Regions from separate parts of the Mus musculus genome. Here region 1 is linked to region 2. A link is a contact called in public HiChIP or PLAC-seq data. All regions are on one chromosome and are shown on one strand. Each heading gives the region's core, a stretch centred on a gene start, on an enhancer-like site or on the middle of the called end of the contact. The rest is flanking DNA. Distances are from core to core; before and after follow the strand shown. Region 1 holds the start of Plekhg4 (pleckstrin homology domain containing, family G (with RhoGef domain) member 4). Region 2 has its middle 10 kb from the start of Pdp2.

Region 1 (2,738 bases), core at 114-2,613, 770 kb before region 2:
CTCCCTTGACTTCTCATTCTGCCGACCCCGGCAACATTCATTCCACTGTGCTCACTGTGCTCAGAGCTGGAACTGTCTGAAAGGGTGAGTGAGCCGTGGCTCTGCCGATGGAAAGAAGGCTCTTGCACGAAGCAAAGGACGCCCTTGTGGGAGGAGGGCAAGGCTCCTTTACCATTCCCGTGATGGGACATGGGAATACTTGCCCAGCTTCCATGTACAAGATGAGGACCACTCAAGCCCTCGTGGTCCTCAGAGCTGTCCCACCACCCACCACCACACACTCACACACACACACATGTGAGTCCATGATTAGGGGCCGTCTCCAGAGAGACTCCCTATGCCCTGGTAGCTGCGTGTGGATAATCTTCACGGATAGTGGGAGGGACCACCACTCCTCTGTAGCCTGAATCTCCCCTTCAGGTTCTCAGGCCCACCCACCACGGAACAGGTTGGATGGGCTGTGAGGTGTAACTCAGTAGCAGAGCCCTTGCCTGACTTGTGTGAGCCCCCAGGTTTAATTAATAAAACAAACAACAAAAAGACAGAGAAATAAATTAGAGATAAACGGTGACATCCCATGACTTGTTAAACCCGGAAGGTGAAGAGGGTAGGTAGCTATGTCTCTGGGTGGGAATTGACCCAGGCCTGCCAACATACATAAGGCTCAAACCCTCATTCCCTGAGTTCTTTTTCCCTATCCACAGAAAAGGGTGGCTAAGAAAGCTGGTGCCCTGGGGCCAGAGACCAGCTGAGATCTGGTTCCATCACTCACCTCTTGTGGGCTGTTCCAGGGACCCTTTTCTCTTTGCACCTCATCTTCCTCTCCTGTAAGACAAGAAAAGCATTCTTTTCTCCTGGGGTTGCCCGATGGACCAGGGAAATCCTGATGGATGGATCAGATATCTGTGTTCATGCCCTGCCTTCCCACTTCACCCTTCGTTAGGGAATCTTGAACTGATGAAAGACACTGGGATAGCTGGGAGACCCCTACTCGTTCTTAACTCTAAAGTCTGGGGTCCTTTTGGAGGAAGTGGGCCTGGCCTAACACTCTTGAATTTGTGGAAAGATCATAAGAAAAAGGTTATCTGTGCAACCAGACAAAGGCATGTAGCCCCCACACCATGGCCTTGGTCCCTGGGAGGAGAGGACACTGGACATAATGCCTTCCCTGGCTCTAAGTCAGGCGATTCCTTCATGAATCTAGTTATCAGCTGCAGCCATGGTAGAAACAACAGGCGTCCCCACCCATCTCTGACTCTAAGGCAGATTCTGAAGAGCAAGGGGCAAGGCTGGCCTTGGAGTTGTCCTTCTCCAGCCCCAGCTCCTAGGCATGTCTTCCATCTCTCCTTCCTCTAGCTTCAGTGAGCATCAGGTCCAGTCTTGGCTTCTGTCCTTGGTTCTTGTCCCAGGCCACCCCCACTGAGTCATTGCCCCTCCCTCCCTCTCTCCTTCCCTCCCTCCTGCTTCTGAGGCTCACCTCCACCCACTAGCCAGGCCCCCAGGAGCTGTAAGAAGATGGACTTCCCGGGAGGAACATAACCCTTCCCAGGGATGAAGCAAATAAGAGGCATCAGGTCTCAGGCCCTAACTGACCCAGGCCCTCTGAACACAGCAGGCGGTTGGGGGAGCGCAGGCACGCGTGCTGAGACAGAGGCAGAACTAGGCTGTGGTTTTCTCACTCCACACAGAATGTGCCCTGTAAGCAGGCAGACTGAATATTGTCCACTTTGATATTTCGAGCTCTGTATGTCAGGCCTGGCACAGAATAAATATTTAGGGGTATCTAAGACTAGTCACACCGCCCCTCCCGTCCTGAACTCTTCCCACGTGGGTGACGTGGAAACCAAGGTTAGAGAAAATGACTGACAGACAGACTCAGACAGAAGAGGCAGAGAGCTGTGAGGCACACGTATCTGGGATGGGAAAGGCATGGAACAGCAACAGGGACAGACACTGGCCCAGTGCGGGACAGTGGGGGGCTAGGCCTGGAGCCAACCTGGGGTGGCTGACCACAGCGGGCTTCCAGAGCTGAGCTTGCAAGTCTGAACAGTGACTCACGAAGGCCATCTCTGGTTCTGCTGGTTGCTGAATCTACTCAGAGAAGTCTTTTCCACTGAGATTGTAGAATGTGGACAGCCCCCCCCCCCACTCCGCCCTCCCCCCTCCCCAGCCCTCCCTACCTCTCTTTTCTTGACAACATCCATCCATAAGGAAAGAAAAGGGAAGAAAAGAAAAGAAAAGGCGACTCCTTAGCTTTGGAGATCTGGGGATACATTCCCTTAAGTCTGTGTATGACTTAAGTCCCTTAAGCCAGGACCACTGTAATCAGCAAAGCAACTGATTTCTCAAACCTCCCAGACCCCTCTCATCTTTGACCCAAATAAACCCAGGCTCCTGGGAGTGGCATTCAAGGCCACCAGGGGCATCACAGCCTTTTCTCTTAGGTCCCAGACTGCATGGGGAAACAGAGCTGACTAAAACCCTGTTGTCTCAGACCACCTTCTTTGACGTAGAACGGCCCTCATTGTGACCAAAGAGTGCATGCCTCTAATCTAGGGCTTGAGATGAAAGGGCTGGACGATACACAAGTTCAAGGCTAGCCAGGTCTAAAAAAAAGGGGAAAAAAAAAGTTCCAGACAAGACAGAGCTTCATAACAAGATCCTGTTGTTTTTTTAAGATGGAGGGAAGCTAGGGAGATAGCTTTGTGGATAGCATAAGGCCCTGTGTTTGATTCTCA
Region 2 (3,179 bases), core at 58-2,557:
ACAGAAGTGATTTGTACTATTCTTAAAGCTGGGACAAGAGGAGTGCAGAAATTGCAGAGAGGCCGGCAGTCTGTGGCACTGGCCATAAAGGGCAGAATAAAAAAGGAGTTTGTTAGATTTACTGCGGAGTTCACAGAGGAAAACAAGAACGCTGAAGACAACTCGCCGAAGTGGCAGCCACTTTACACGGCCTACCACCTCCTGCTCTGGCAAGCCTGGACGGCCTCGGCACAAGACAGAGCCTTTACCTTAGTCCCCACTTAACCTCAGCCCCAAAGGTGCCCAGAGTCCCGTGAGTCTTCCTGAAGGTATACCAGGCTGCACTCCAGGGAAACTCCGCTCTAATTGGAGTTTCAGGACTCAGAATCTCATCAGCTCAGGACAACCTTCCTCAATCCAGCTTCTGCAGGCACCAGCGCAGCTGAATGGCGACATCTAGAGGCAGTGTCTGTGTCTGCTATCGCCTCATAACCAAAGCTGATGGCTCCCTACCCCAGGACCCTTCCTATCCCAGTACCCGCATCAATTAGTGATCCAGCCACCAGGTGGGGCTCAAGACACCCCATTCTCCCATTCTTCCATGCTCCAGCCCTATTTGGGGGCAGCAAAATCCTAAGTAAACTTTGCATCCTCTTCTCTGGGTGAGGGTGGCGGCCCCACCACCTCGCCCACCCGCCACGTTGCTTTGTTTCAGAAAGCCCTCTTCTCACGGGACCAAAGTCTGCTCCTGTCTCACCATCTAGACCCATGCGAGATTATAATTCAACCCTTGCCTCTTCTGCTGTGGAGCTTCTTGTAGCTAATTGGCTACTTCCGTCCATCCGTATCTGAGTTCTGATACCAGATCCTCACGGACAAACTACTCTCTTCTTTTTTGCTTCCCCACCACAGCTGGCTGTTTTCCTCCTATTCTCCAACCTCCTCTTTTTGCGGATCCTTCTCTTTTCCTGGGTGTCTATTCAGCCATCTTTCCTAACTCATTTCACAACCAGTTTTCACATCCCTGGGGTGGAACAGGAGTGAGTGTATGGGAGGGGCAGGAGGTACTTATCGGGCATCTGAGCATGACCTTGAACTCTTAATCCTTGAGTCTCCACAACACCATGCCCAGATTATCCTGCACAATCCTTTTCTGTCCTGACAGGTCACTTGCCCAGATGTTCACATTTAGGAAGCCTGTCTCCACATCCCTAGGACTATCCCACTGTCACTGCCTCAGAAGCCTGGTCTCCAGAGTCGACTGGTGTAGTCCCCCCTCCCTCAGCCTGAAACCTGCTTGCTCAGGGGTGGAGCTTCCCGCTCAATCGTTCTGCCACGCCCACTGCTGGAATCTGCCGCTTTGCTGTTCGGAGCCGTGCACGAGGTCACCCAGCTATTGGATTCCAAGATTAATTGGCGGGAATCGGGCCCCTTCCCCTGCTTCATAACTGCGTGCGGAACAGTAAAATTGAGCTTTGATCAGAATGTCTGTCTTAGCTGCATTTCTTTCTCTCGCCGCCTAGCCCCTCTTCTCTTCCAGGTTTCCAAAATGCCTTTCCAGGCTAGAACCCAGGTTGTGATCTACTGGCCAGACACAACAGACTGGAGCAGATTCCAGGCTTTAATTTTTGTTCTCCTGTCCCTGGATGTCCCTTCCCTGCCCCGTGATGAGTTTCTTAGCCCTTAGCTAGCCTAAATGACCAGCTCCGGGACACCCAAGGCTTGTGCACTGTGGACAGAACCACAGCCCTAGGAAAACATCCTGTTTCTCTACCGCAGGGAGCTGGGGGTAGATGAGGGCTTTATAAAGTCTGGGAAAGGCAGGCAGAGTTGTGGGCAAAGATACAGCGGGCTCCAGGGGGCTCCTCCACAGACTGCTTTCCTGGATCCCAACCCGCTTATTCCCCTGGCAGTGAAAGTCAGGAGAGGAATCCTGACATCCTTGCTATGCTCCGATGCCCCGTCCAAGCCATTGCTCAGACTAAGTTATGTATGCAGAGAGCAGAAAAGGTCAGAGGCCAATGGGACCAAGACACTCCAATAAACAGTCAATAGAAATTCACCAGTCCCAGATGGAGCCAGTGACTTGGGAATCTGACCACGGACAATTCAGAGGGCCACCAAGGTTAGGGACTACTTAGGGGTATTTAGTAACATCAAGTAATAGAATAAAAATTCTAGATATGAAAGGCTAAATCTATTCAGTTAATTTTTCCAACTGGGTGGTGGTGGTCCTAATGGTTTGGAGGATCTAGGGTTCAGACCTGTCAGCGAATCTCTGTTTCAAAGAGAAAACTGCGGGGTGGAGAGATTGAGGGGCCAGGTGTGATGGCTTTTAATCCCAACTTCTGGGATTTAAAGGCAAGTGGATCTCTATGAGTTTGGGGCTAGCCTGGTTTGCATAGCAAGTTTCAGGCCAGCCAGGGCTACATAGTAAGGTCCTGTCTCAAAAACAACAGCCAAGGGTTTTGTTTGTTTGTTTGTTTGTTATCTTTGTGGGTTTTTTTTTTCCTTTCTGGTCATTTTTATAGTTTTTTTTTAAATTTTTCTCTGTCTTCTAGTGTGTGTGTGCATGCATGTGCATGCAGGTACATTCATGCAGGTGTGCTCATACAGCTGCACCCATGCATGTGCACCCATGCAGATAATGTTTATATGGGTGTGGATGCAGGCACCTGTGTGAAGGCCAGATGTCATTCCTCAGAAGTAACACACCTTGTTTTTTAAGACAAGTTGTCTCTTGGTTGACCTAGGGCTTGCCAATTCAACTCATTAGGCTAGGTGGCCATTGAGCCCCAAGGACTTTTTTTTTTTAATTTATTTATTATTATATGTAAGTACACTGTAGCTGTCTTCAGACACCCCAGAAGAGCGCATCAGATCTCATTATGGATGGCTGTGAGCCACCATGTGGTTGCTGGGATTTGAACTCAGAACCTTCGGAAGAGCAGTCAGTGCTCTTAACCACTGAGCCAAGGACTTGCCAGTCTGTCTCCAACACTGGGATTAGATGTGCTTGCTGGCATGTTTGCTTGTGCAGGATCTAACCCAGGTCTTCATGCCTGGGCAGACTGAGCTTTCTTCAGCCTCTGTCCTAGTTTTATGTTCTAAAAAAAAAAAAAAAAGGGGGGCTGGTGAGATGGCTCAGTGGGTAAGAGCACCCGACTGCTCTTCCGAAGGTCCAGAGTTCAAATCCCAGC

Evidence for each region. HiChIP or PLAC-seq counts read pairs in DNA pulled down with a chosen protein or histone mark.
Region 1: a contact with region 2 is called in a CTCF HiChIP or PLAC-seq map of embryonic stem cells, with 12 times the contacts expected there. The contact joins the promoter of Plekhg4 here to the enhancer-like site in region 2. A contact is called at or near these places in 2 of 39 promoter capture datasets (cranial neural crest and liver), 1 of 15 datasets of contacts at CTCF or cohesin (embryonic stem cells), 1 of 115 datasets of contacts at active chromatin or transcription factors (embryonic stem cells) and 2 of 9 other capture datasets (embryonic stem cells and pancreatic islet).

The regions. Positions count from the first base shown.
Region 1 is chr8:105,371,897-105,374,634 of GRCm38.p6, reverse strand. Plekhg4 (pleckstrin homology domain containing, family G (with RhoGef domain) member 4) reads right to left here and starts at 1,363. Exons shown (of 23, transcript NM_001364406.1): 1 at 773-1,363. The coding sequence starts at 816.
Region 2 is chr8:104,600,194-104,603,372 of GRCm38.p6, reverse strand. It overlaps a transcript of Cdh16 not described here. Among named protein-coding and RNA genes, the nearest start is that of Pdp2, 10 kb to the right of the region's middle. Within about 2 kb of position 1,307, at least 60 of the 459 cell types and tissues checked have an H3K27ac peak or open chromatin away from gene starts, as enhancers often do. A contact at or near this core is called in embryonic stem cells and liver, where this site is marked.